Linked DNA regions of Rattus norvegicus: region 1 is linked to region 2. A link is a contact called in public Hi-C data. All regions are on one chromosome and are shown on one strand. Each heading gives the region's core, a stretch centred on a gene start, on an enhancer-like site or on the middle of the called end of the contact. The rest is flanking DNA. Distances are from core to core; before and after follow the strand shown. Region 1 holds the start of Ate1 (arginyltransferase 1). Region 2 holds the start of Mcmbp (minichromosome maintenance complex binding protein).

Region 1 (6,125 bases), core at 161-2,660, 1.8 Mb before region 2:
CTTCATTAACAGTGGAAAAATAAGTTTGTTCACTGGCGGAAGAGATGGCTCAGTGGTTAAGAGCACTCGATGATCTTGCAGAAGACACAGAGTTTGGTTCCCAGCACCATGTTTCATCTTACATGGTGGCTCAGAACTGTCTGCCAGTCGGGGTCTCAGGGTCTACAATGCCTTCTGGATTCCTCCAGCATTGGATGAAGCTGGTACACATGTCTACATGCAGGCTAAACACCCACAAACATAATTAAAAAAAAAAGTTTGTTTCCTGATTGCACTTTCTAGACATTGCAAAGAGGAATTAACCTTATTGTCGACTATGGAAATTATGCCAGACAGATTTAAACGTCTGTGTACCCAGAGGGAAAAGCTAAGGAATATTACCTTGGTGGAAGTATGCATTCATATTTACACTTTACCTCACACCCTTATTCCCTGAAACATGCTCTTTAAAACTGGTTGCAAATTGGAGATCCATGGAATGAATTCAATCTATGTACATGTTCGGCCTGAAGAGTTCAAAGATTTTTTTTTTTTTGAGTGATACTTAAAAATCCCTTAGCAGATAAAAGTAGCACTTCGTTAATGGGCATTTTGCTGTAGCTAAGAGGTGTTTCGATTCTAGAAACCTCACTATCAAGCCAGCTCCAGCTCACCATTGCTTACAGGTGGTGGTCAGGCGCAGTCGCAGTCGCAGAAGTTAATCTTCAACCAGAGAGCGCAGAAAATGACTAAATCACAACCTGGAGCCTCAGTTTCCCTATCTATAAACGAGGCTGATACTTTGCGTCAATGATAGGGATTGCTGTTGATTGAGCAAGTGAACTGCTGGGCACTTAACACACGGTTCAGAGACGCACCCTGTAACCCAGGCTGGCGGCCAGAGGACGGTCCTGGGATCGGGCGGAGAGCCGCGAACCCGGCAACCCCCGCGCTCTCGGCTCTCCCGCCCGGGTTCCCCGCGCTGAGAGGCGTGGCCGGTCCTCAAACCTACAGCGGCGGCCATGGCCTCGGTGGTGGAATACAAAGGGCTGAAGGCCGGCTACTACTGCGGCTATTGCGAGTCCAGGGAGGGCAAGGCGTCGTGCGGTGAGTGTCCCGTCGTCCAGATGCCCGTGGCCGGCTCCAGCCAGGATTTTGCTCCGTCCTAGCAGGTCTCTAGCACGGGGTTTAAGCCGTTGGTCACCCGACTCCAGCTTCCTGGTCCTATTGGTCTCTCCTCAGCCTGCTTCCTTCCCATCCCGGTCTTCCCGCCCTCACCCTCACAGAGGGTAGCCGCCCCTCACCGAGGAAGAACGGAAATAGCGGAAAGCTGCCCTCAGTCAACATGGCGCGGGCGGCGTCAATCACGTAGGGTGTCAGGTCCTTCCGGTCCGCGAACGCTCGAGTGGCTTCGCGCGATCTTCGGAGGCGCGCGCGCTGCATTGTGGGGTGGGAGGCAAAGGCGGAGGGAGATAGCGGCAGCTGCGTAGAACTGGGTGGCGCAGCGGCGGCGGTGCCGAGGAGATGGCTTCCTGGAGCGCGCCTTCGCCCAGCCTTGTAGAGTATTTTGAGGGCCAGACCTCCTTCCAGTGTGGCTATTGCAAGAGCAACTTTGGCAGTCGCTCCCATGGTGAGCGAGCCGGACCGGCGGGCGGGTGCTTCGGGGTCTGCGAGAGACTTAGGTGGCCGTAGCCTGGGGAGCGTCGATAAGAACCGGGTTGTCCTACACCCTTACTCCCTGGGCAAACGGCTGCTAGTTTGGAGATGGGAAGGGAGATTGGGAGGCTCCTTGGAGCTGACGGCTGCCCTTTATTCATCCTCGCGGCCGCCGAGGCCTCCTGCTGCCTGTGCAGAGGGGCGTGTGCATGCACACCTGTTCACTGTCATTCTGGATAACGTGTCTGGGAGAACTGACTGGAAACCGGGGTCTGCTTGATATTTTGATAAGAATATTATATATATATATATTTAAATCACGGATTTATACCATGTCATTGTGCCAACCCACCTCGAAGACCCCAACCAAAGTGGTCAGGATTTAGGTTTCTTTTCTTTGTAATTTTTTTTTTTTCTGGCTTTCCGAGACAGGCTTTCTCTGTGCATCTCTGGCTGTTGTGGAACTCGCTCTGTAGACCAGGCTGGCCTGGAATTCAGAGATCCGCCTGCCCCTGCCTCTGGAGGGCTGGGATTAAAGTTGTGTGCCACCACCACCGGGCTAGGATTCAGGTTTCTTAAGAAAGATTTGTTTGTAAATCGAATATGTACTTAGTGTCTGTCGTGTCATGATTGGCAAGTACAGAATCTAGGATGAACGATTTAGAATAACCCTGCAGGTGAAAAACAAGGTAACTATGAAAATATAGATTTAGGTTAGACATTTGTCCATTTTGAAAGAGTTAAGCAGGGAATGATTCGGCTGAGCACGGTATGCTGGTTTATGGATGCATTAAAAGTTTATTAGGGGGAGGTATATTATTATGTGAACTGCGGTCTTGGGTAGACCGTTACAGAACGTACCGATTAGGAAGACCAGTTAAGTAGAAAAATGCTTGGAGCGTAGGATTAAATAAAATAAACAGGATGCAGATGGTACACGTGACAAACTGAGAGGAATAAAGCCCAAATAAGGCCAAGAAAGCACATCGAGTAATGACAGTGGCTGCCTTTGAATGATCTCATGAGGTACTATTCTTTTTCAGAATTTTTATATTCTGACTATAATATTTGCCAATAAATGTGACTGAAACTAATACTTTAAAAGGGAGGACTTATCTCACCCCCTTTCCCTCCCCAGTAATTGCATTAGAGAAAATTGGCCAGTGTAAATGTTTGTGTTTCAAGATTTGTTGAAAAGCAGTTTTATCATCTAGAAAAATAAATATAGATCCCCAACATTTCAATTTTAATCTTTACTGTAAGGCAGCTTTCTGTTGGGTGACTGTTATTCCTATTGTAGGAACTATTGTGTCTGACTGGCCTCACAACTACAGAGGATTCATTTGAGACCCAGAATAACTTGTTGGTGTCAGTGAGTGACTCTCTTTTGAAGTGGTTATTTGTTTGTTTTATATTGCCGTGATACACACCATGATCAAATGCAGTTTGGGGAGGAAAGGGCTTATTCATCTTAGAGCTTACACTCCATTAAGAAGAGAAGTCAGGGCAGGAAGTGGAGGCAGGAACCCTGAGGCAGGAACGGAAGCATAGGTTGTAGAACTGGTATACTGACATTTTACTGGACTCTGATACCATTTTCTTCCTTCCTGCATGCCCTTCTATAATGCACGTTCCTATATATAGCTGATACAGTTTCCTAAAGAAGGAAAAAAAATCCCTGTCTTCTTAAACTTTAGTTCAGGTATGTCCTTTACATGTTAATCCCCATCATTTTTATCCCCTCCACCTATACTGTTATAGTTATTTCACTGTATTGATAATCTCAGAGGCTCTGTCATCATCACCTTGTTCCCTTGTGATCTGATTTACTGTCAGTTTATTTATTTCAAATGAGTATTTCTATATGTTTGCCCTATTGCTAAGGGTCGGGCGTGTGTTGTACATATTGTGCATACCAAGTATTAGAACTAACATACCTTCTTGTGGTTAGTTTTTTGTCAGCTTGACACAAGCTAGAGTCATCTGGGAAGAGGAAACCTCCCTCAGCTGAGAAAATGCCTCCTTCCCATTGGCCTGTCTTTGTGGCATTTTTAAAATTGGTGATTAATGTAGGACGGTCCAGCTCACCGTGACTGTTGTCACCTCTGGGCATGAGGTACTGGGATATACAGGAAACCAGTTTAAGCAAGTCATGGAGAGCAAATCCGTAAGCAGTGCTCTTCCATGACCTCTGCTTCAGTTCCTGTCTCTAGGTTCCTGCCTTGAGGTACTTGCCCTAGGGCCCTGCTTCAGTTTCTGCTCTGACTTCGCACCTTTATGGACTGTGAGCTGTAAGATGAGACCCCTTTCCTCCCTAACTGTACTTGATCACAGTGTTTACCACAGAGCAATAGAAGGCGAGCTAAGGAAGCTCTCAAATAGGTGAGAGCAGTGTGTTAACTTGCTGGGGATACTATGAAGGTTTGTGTGAAGTCTGCAGTTCAAGTGGGAATTTACATTGATGTCAGAGAGACTATTAATTTTAATTAAATGGAATTGGAATCACTTTTGATATATTTGATTCTTTAGATTAGATCTCTCTCTCTCTCTCTCTCTCTCTCTCTCTCTCTCTCTCTCTCTCTCTCTCTCTTGTTCCTGTTTTGAGACAGGGTATCTCTTACATAGCCCTGGCTGGCCTGGACTCTTAGACTTGATTTGTAGCCAAGGCTGGCCTTGAACTCATAGAGATGTTCCTGCCTCTGCCTCTTGAATTCTGGGACAAAGAATGTCCCACTACACTTGACTCCCCCCCCCCCCCACACACACACAAGATCTTATGTTACTCAGGATGGTTTCAGATTTATTGTATAGCTGATAGCTGATGCTGGTCTTAAACTCTTGTTCTATCTGACTCCACCTGCATTTACGTCCTAAATTCTGGAATTACAGGTTTATGTCACTACTCCTATCTTAGAATTAATATATCTTATTTTTGTTTGTGTTGTGTTATGTTAAGTGTAAAGTACATGCAAACTTTTTATTACTCCAATATGAATGTTCTAGAATTTTAGTCTAAATTTGCCATTTTTATTTTTAATTTATTTTTTTACATAGGGTCTAACTAGCTAGCCCTGCCTGGCCTGGTATGCTCAGAGATCCACCTGTCTCTGCCTTTACAGTTTTACCACACCTAGTCTAATTTACCTGTGTTTTCTTTTGAAGAACACTTTAAAGAGTTCTAACAAGAAGACAGTGCGGTGTCTAGCGGTGCTAGAACTAACATGGTGCTTAATTTTTTCAGGCATGTGGGCACATTCCATGACAGTGCAGGATTATCAGGATCTTATAGACCGAGGATGGAGAAGGTAAAGTTCTTTAAGTTATTGCTTAGTTGCTTCTTATAACCGAACAGTGAGAATTGCCTTTAGAATATTCTTTTACAGTATGAGGAAGTTTAAGAAGCTCTTTATAATGTTCTTTTGTGTGTAGTGATTTGTTCTCAAAAATCTATTAGCAAAGTTAAAAATTGTGCATAAAGTAAAATACATTATAACAAAACCTGTGTGCTTGTTACTGACCTATGACAGTTCAGTTGACTTTGAATAATTGAAATTACTCCACTCTCTCACTAATTCTCCATGCTCTCCCTCCTCTCAAGTGTTTGACAGCAGATTACATGTTAATTATTATTGCAGAAAGCATATTGCAACATACGTATCGGAGAAGAAAATTTTTCCTTCTTTTAACTTATCTACCATCCCTTTATCATCTTATAAAATTAATACTAATTTTTGCTGAATGTGGTGTCCCATGCTAGTAATCCCAGCACTGGGAGGCAGAGATAGGTGGATCTCTGTGAGTTTGAGACTAACCTGGTCTACATAGTGAATTCCAGACCAAGCCAGGGCTACATGATAAGGCCCTGTCTGGAAAACAAAAAATAAAAATTAATGTAATTTTTGATGGTATTGGCATTCATTTAAAAAATTGTTTTCAAAATGTTTTTATTATGTGTGTGAGAGGAGGGGAGGTAGGGCACTCCTGTGCGTGCTTCGCAGCAAGCACCCTTCCTGATGGCCTGCTTTGCTGGTTCCTACTGAGTTCTGTTTCCTAGACTCACTCCTTTGTGATGTTATACATGTTTAGGTGTACACGTGTGTCGAGGCTGACTTCAGAGTTTCTCTCACTGTACCCAGTGCCAGTTTGGCTAGTGGGGCTAGCTAGCTTGTTCCAGGGAGTTCCTATCTCTGCTTCCTGTTATCTGGCATCCCAGACCTGGCTTTGGGGATCTGAACTCCAATCCTCATGCTTGCTTTTATTACTGAAAGGTTTTTATTACTGAGCCATCTTCCCAGTTCCTAGATTGTTTTCTAAAAAAAAAAAATCATTTTTTAATAAAAATGTTTACTTATTTGTGCTTGGGTATGAGCTTGTGTGTGCTACAATGTATATGTAGCTTAGAGGACAACCCATGGGAGGGTCGTTTCCTTCAACCAGTGGGTTCTGAGGATGAGATCAGGCCATCAGTCTGGGTAACAAATGCCTTCATC
Region 2 (5,653 bases), core at 2,216-4,715:
TCTTTGGTAAGCAATTCTAAGTGGTAGACGATTTATGTTTCAAAGGGGCAGAGAAAAGATGTATAATTGCAACATTCTAGAGGAACTCCTCTAATCTAGGGTTCAAGGACCTATCTGCCTACTACCAGGTTTTGGCTTGAATAAAAACAGTAAATTCTTGCAGGGTTGAATTTCCTTTGACACGCATTTTTACGGAACCAAGGGGTACCGGGGGTAGTAGTGGGGACACTACTGGTGAGTCATATAACATGGCCTTAAACTGCTAGGAACCATGCTAGACTAGAAGTTGGTCAGGAAAATTATCTTGTCTTTATTATAAATAAGCAAGGCTGAGAACCGTATACCAGAGAGTGATGTATGAAACAGACCCGAAATCCTTCCCTTCGGGAGTTTACAATCTGGCAAAACAATCAACTAAACAAAGTAATAATAAACTGCAAGCTTTCCTTAAATGTGCTTCCTAGAATACTGACTTCAGAGGACAGAGATCTAAACATTCTAGGAGAGGGAGCATGTAGCTCTTCATCAGATCATTAGCAAAAAATAAAAAATAAAAAACCCTAATAAAAAGATTCCCTGAAAAGGAAAACTAAAACTGAAGCCTGAAAACTAGTACCTCAAGCCTCCTGAGTGCAGGGATCCCAGAGGTCCAGCCCTGCTGTGCTGTCACACGTCTTTAATCCCAGCACATGGCAGAGGCAGGCAGATCTCTGTGAGTTTGAGCCTGGTCTACAGAGTGGGCTCCAGGACAGCCAGAGCTATACAATAAGAAACCCTGTCTCTACAAAACAAAAAACAAACAAACAAAATTCATAAGCACAGGGATCTATTTCCTGATGACTCCCCTTATACATGATTACCTCAGAAAAACCTGAATTCCAAAACAATCACTTTGCATAATTAACATCAAAAATGATTTTTTTTATTTTAGACCACAACAGGAAGAAAAAAACCTAATTATCAAGAAGAGAAAAAGGACAGAAAAGGGCACAGAATGAGATATACCTTTTAAGGGGATGCTCTGAGTGACCTTCTTCTAATCAGGTCCCTTCATGACTACACTCTTCTCAATTAAGGATCCATTGATGGGCACTGGAGATGTAGCTCAGCCTGGGCTACATAGTCAGTTCCAAGGAAACCTGGGATAGATGATAGATAGATAGATAGATAGATAGATAGATAGATAGATAGATAGAATCTCAGCACATAGATTTAATTTGTATATTATAAGGCACAGAGCTAAAATACGAAATTTCCCTCATTCAATTCCAAGAACATGGCTACTTTCTCTACTGAAAGAATGGATGAATAAAGTGGAAATACCATCTCTCATAGTTACTTTTCTTCTGTTGTGATACAATACTATGACAAGAAAACTTACAAAGATTTTAATTGGGTTTATGATTTTACAGGGTTAGAGTCTATGATGGCAGGGCAAAGGCCTGGTGACAGAACAGCTGACATCTCATGATCTGAAAACAGAAGGCAGAGAGTGCACACTGGGAGTGGTGGGAGGTTTCTGAAGCTAAGTCTGCCGCCATGACACATCTCCCCCCCCCCCAACAAGCCACACCTTTTAATCCTTCCTGAACAGTTCTACCAACTGGGAATCAAGTATTCAAACATTTGAGCCTATGGGGACTATTCTCATTGAAACAACTACATTGTCCTAGCCTTGTTAGCTTTCTCAACTCACAAAGCCAGACGTAAAGTCAGATTGAAATGCCAAGTCCAAATTACCTCTTTCATCCCAAAGCAAACCAGGGTGTCATTCCAAATCATGCTACTTTGGCATAAAGATTATCTTGAGCGAAGGCAACTGAACAGAACCACATATAAGAAAATCTCCTGCCTTCCCACTGTTTGTACAAAAGCAGGATATAGGGTTTCAAGGCTTCCTCCCTCCCTTTCTACCAGAAAAGACAGAAGCTAATCACCTGGAAGAACTTATATAAGATTTTATATACTATGTTAACCATGAAACTCTCATGTTTTGATTTCCTGCAACTTGTTGCCTTTGGGAACTAAGAACTACCTTCTTCTGTCATTTCTCTACAATGTTATTGTTCTTTGTGGATGATTGCTGTATAACCTCGAATTCTAAGATATTAAATTACTTTTTCCCAGTTGTTCATAAACTTGTGGCACACATGTTCATGAACTTAATTTTTTTTTTCAAGACAGGGTATCTCTGTGTAGCCCTGGCTGTCCTAAAACTCACTCTATAGACCAGGCTGGCATCAAACTCAGATTCACCTGCCTCTGCCTCCTGCGTCCTAGGATTAAAGGTGTGTGCCACCACTGCTTGGCTCTTAATATTTATTTATTTGTTTGTTTGCTTTTGAGACAGGGTCCTATGTAGCTCAGGCTGGCCTCAAATTGGGTATGTGGCCAAGGCTGTCTGTGAACTCCTGACCTTCCTTGCCTATATCCCAAATGCTATAATTTAAAGATAAGTTCATTCCAGGGGACCAAGAAAGGCAGAGGGGCAGGTTTGGTACCCTTTCCCTTCTGCCCTAGAGATTCCTGGGTTCAGTCAAAGCTGCCTCTGTTCATCTATTGCCATCTCTCCCTCTTTTATCCCTTGCTAGGGATTAAATCCAGGTGCCTCTGGCATACCAGGCAAGTGCTCTGCCACTGAGAAGTTCTTATTCTTCAGCTATCTAGATGCTATTCAGATCACCGCTACCTTTTTAAAGCCAAGTAGGTATAGATGGTGAAACCAGGGTTTTCTGAGGTACATCCCATACACAGGGAAAATGTCTTCTTTATGAAAACTTGACAGTTCCTAAGTTCTCTAGACTACAGGTTACAGTGGAGCTGCCCTTCTGCGTCGCCCTGTAAGAGTATTCTGATCTGTATGCTGTACAGGTATCTTGCCATAGCTCCCTAGTTGTCAGGTTGGAAGCAGAAGGGCTCTGGGTGTTTTTGAGGTTAGAAACTAAAGGCTGGGCTAGGAGAAAGTTCTGAGTGCTTGCCAGCTCCTTGGCCATATTGAGAAGCCCACAAGGCTACAAAGCCTCCTTGATTAAATCGTTCAGGAAGAACTCACTGAGCTGGGGGCAAGTTCTTTTACAGGATTTTGTGCAGGGCACCTTAGAAGAGTTCTACCACCAGAGTCACAAAGAGATCCGATGATCAGACACCGAATGGCGTTTCAACCCCTAATTTTGCTCAGAGATGACTCTTGAGGTTGGCTGAACTTGTGGCTTTTGGTCCGTGTGCAAGGTCTCAAACTTTGAGCCAATGAGGCACCCTGATGGAGTTTGCCTCCAACGCGCGAACACGGTGACCACTATACTCAAGCACAGTAGCCTTCCTCTGCCCGTCTCCAAGATGGCGGCCCCGGGATTGCCCTATCTCTACCCGTCTCCAAAATGGCCGCCCGCCCCGCCCACTCCCTCCCCTCCGGGAGTGCGCAGCACGCTCCCGCCGCCCCTCCTTCTTGAGCTCCACCCAGGTCTCTGGTAGCGCGGTCGGTGGCCGCGATTTCCCGCCATTGTGAGAAGTGGAGGCTGGGACGATCTCCCCTCCTCCGGTCGCTGGACAGCAGCTCTGAGACACTCGTCACCGTCGCCGCAACCACCTCTCCTTGAGACGCGCGGAGGCCCGTGGCTCGCGACGCCCGGCGCGTGGGAGGGCGCGGACGAGGAGCGGCTGAGCCCCCGAGGAGAAGCCGGGCTCCGAGCGCGCTCGCCCGGCAGAGAAGCGCCGCGCGGGCCGCGCTGGCCCCAGCCCTCAGCGCCATGCCCTGTGGAGAAGACTGGCTGAGCCACCCGCTCGGGATCGTGCAAGGCTTCTTCGGTGAGTGGCGCGTGGCGAGCAGGGCCGGGAGGGGAGCGGAGTTTGCGGGACCAGGCCTGCCGCGCGGCCACACTCGGGACGGCGGTCCGGGAGAATCACTGCCGAGGGCTCGCGTGGCCCCGGGCCTGGCAGCCAAGCAGAAGCAGCGGACTCGGGCCGCGGACGCAGGTGCCACCACCTCCCGTCACCTGCCCGCTGCCGGGCTCTGGCTCGCTGGCGGCGTGGACCCAGCTGCGAGCGCTGGCAGTGATTGACGGCCTGGCTCCCGGCTGGTGGCCTACCTAGCCCGGGTCCTGCAGACACGAGAGGTCCCCTTGCCCACGGAGGGCCCTCAGAGCGGTCGCGAAGAGAAGCCACTGCCTGTGGGAGCCTGCGGGATATTTCAAAACTTCCGGGGTGTGTGTAGGGGAGTGCTGGATCCTTCGCACAGAAGTTCATTCTGTTTCCACGTCTCCCTTGACATCCGAGAGAATGCTTCATTTTTTACCCCTGCTCTGTTGACTTAAAAACCCGTCAGCTCTGTTATTAGTTCCTGTACCAGGGCTAGCTAGAAATGCTCAGCTACTTAGATGAGTTGATACAGAACGAGAGCCGAGAGTGCTGTAGGCAAGCTGAGTAAATTTTAGTTGTAATTGTCATGGTTACTTTTTTTTTTTTTTTTTTTTTTTTTTTTTTTGCTTTACTGGACCTCCAATTCCCATTCGAATCCCTGATTTCGGTGCGCTTAATGACTGGCCGGAGCCACCAGTCTCCGTGGAATGTGTTTTCTGTACTAATGCTCCCACAGGATCCGATTCATTTTACCTAGAATTCTAACTACTCAGGTAGTTTCCCAGGGTGAAACTAAACCCGGTAGATAAAAGGACTGGGTAGACCTTAAGATTATAGCCAGTGAACACACAGTCTGATAAAGAGGAGCAGGGATGTGCAAGCCCACGAAAGAGTAAAACATGGGCTTGGGATATTATAGCTCAGTAGTAGAATGCATGCCTGGCCTGATGATGGTCTGAGTGTAGTGCAGGTGGAGAGAAGCTAGATCCATACCTAGCAATCTAGGGTGGTTTTCAAGGGGTGTGTGTGTATAAGCAGCTTACCTGTCATTCTGTCACCTGGAAGACAGCTCTGTCTCTAAAAAGAGAAAAAGGGTCCTATGTCCCTTCACCAAGTGCTAGTAATTGAAGTTCAGAATACTGCAGTCAACAGTTGAGACTAATAACAGATTAGCCCAGCCAAGATTCAGTTCTGGACTGGCTGAAAGTGCAAATGTGTAGATACATTCGAAGGAAAAGCTCCCCGTAGTTAAAGGTTTGGGACTTACAGGGTAAAGTTCCAATGACCGACCCCCAGAATTCCTTATCCTTTACTTTGAGGCAGATCTCTAACCTGATCTGGTCTCATGGAAGTCCTCCTGCCTCATCCTTTGGAGTGTGCCTGTGCCACTTGCCCAGCCAGAATCTCCATTTGTGAGAAATATCCCAGTACCCTGGTCTTGCTGTAGGAATGACGTGGTTTTAAATGCAATACAGATTGGATATATCGTTGTCGCGTTTCGTTCCTTAAGTGTGATCCTAAGGTATCACACCTCTTTATTGTACAGGAAAACACAGAACTTGATTACAAGTACTGTAGTATTTTCTAAATCTTGTGGAATGTTGTGGAAAGGTCATTGTTGCCCTCTGAATGGCTCTTAAGTGTAATCTGCCCTGCTCTGTATTTCCACTGTGTTTTCCTGTGGCTGTCATTCCGTTGGGCACCTTTATGATAAGAGTATTGAAGTTGCTGTATGAAAAGTTGGAGACTTTGGTCTGTGTTTGATTTTCGGTTTTGGTACTGGGGATTGAACCCAGTA

Evidence for each region. Hi-C and Micro-C count contacts between places; a contact is called where the count stands out from the background.
Region 1: a contact with region 2 is called in a Hi-C map of liver, with 6 times the contacts expected there. The contact joins the promoter of Ate1 here to the promoter of Mcmbp in region 2. A contact is called at or near these places in 3 of 12 Hi-C or Micro-C datasets (kidney and liver).

Annotation. Positions count from the first base shown.
Region 1 is chr1:194,506,026-194,512,150 of GRCr8, reverse strand. It overlaps Ate1 (arginyltransferase 1), which reads left to right and starts at 1,410. Exons shown (of 12, transcript NM_001398757.1): 1 at 1,410-1,609; 2 at 4,877-4,940. The coding sequence starts at 1,504.
Region 2 is chr1:192,745,193-192,750,845 of GRCr8, reverse strand. Mcmbp (minichromosome maintenance complex binding protein) reads left to right here and starts at 3,465. Exons shown (of 16, transcript NM_001039608.2): 1 at 3,465-3,804. The coding sequence starts at 3,747.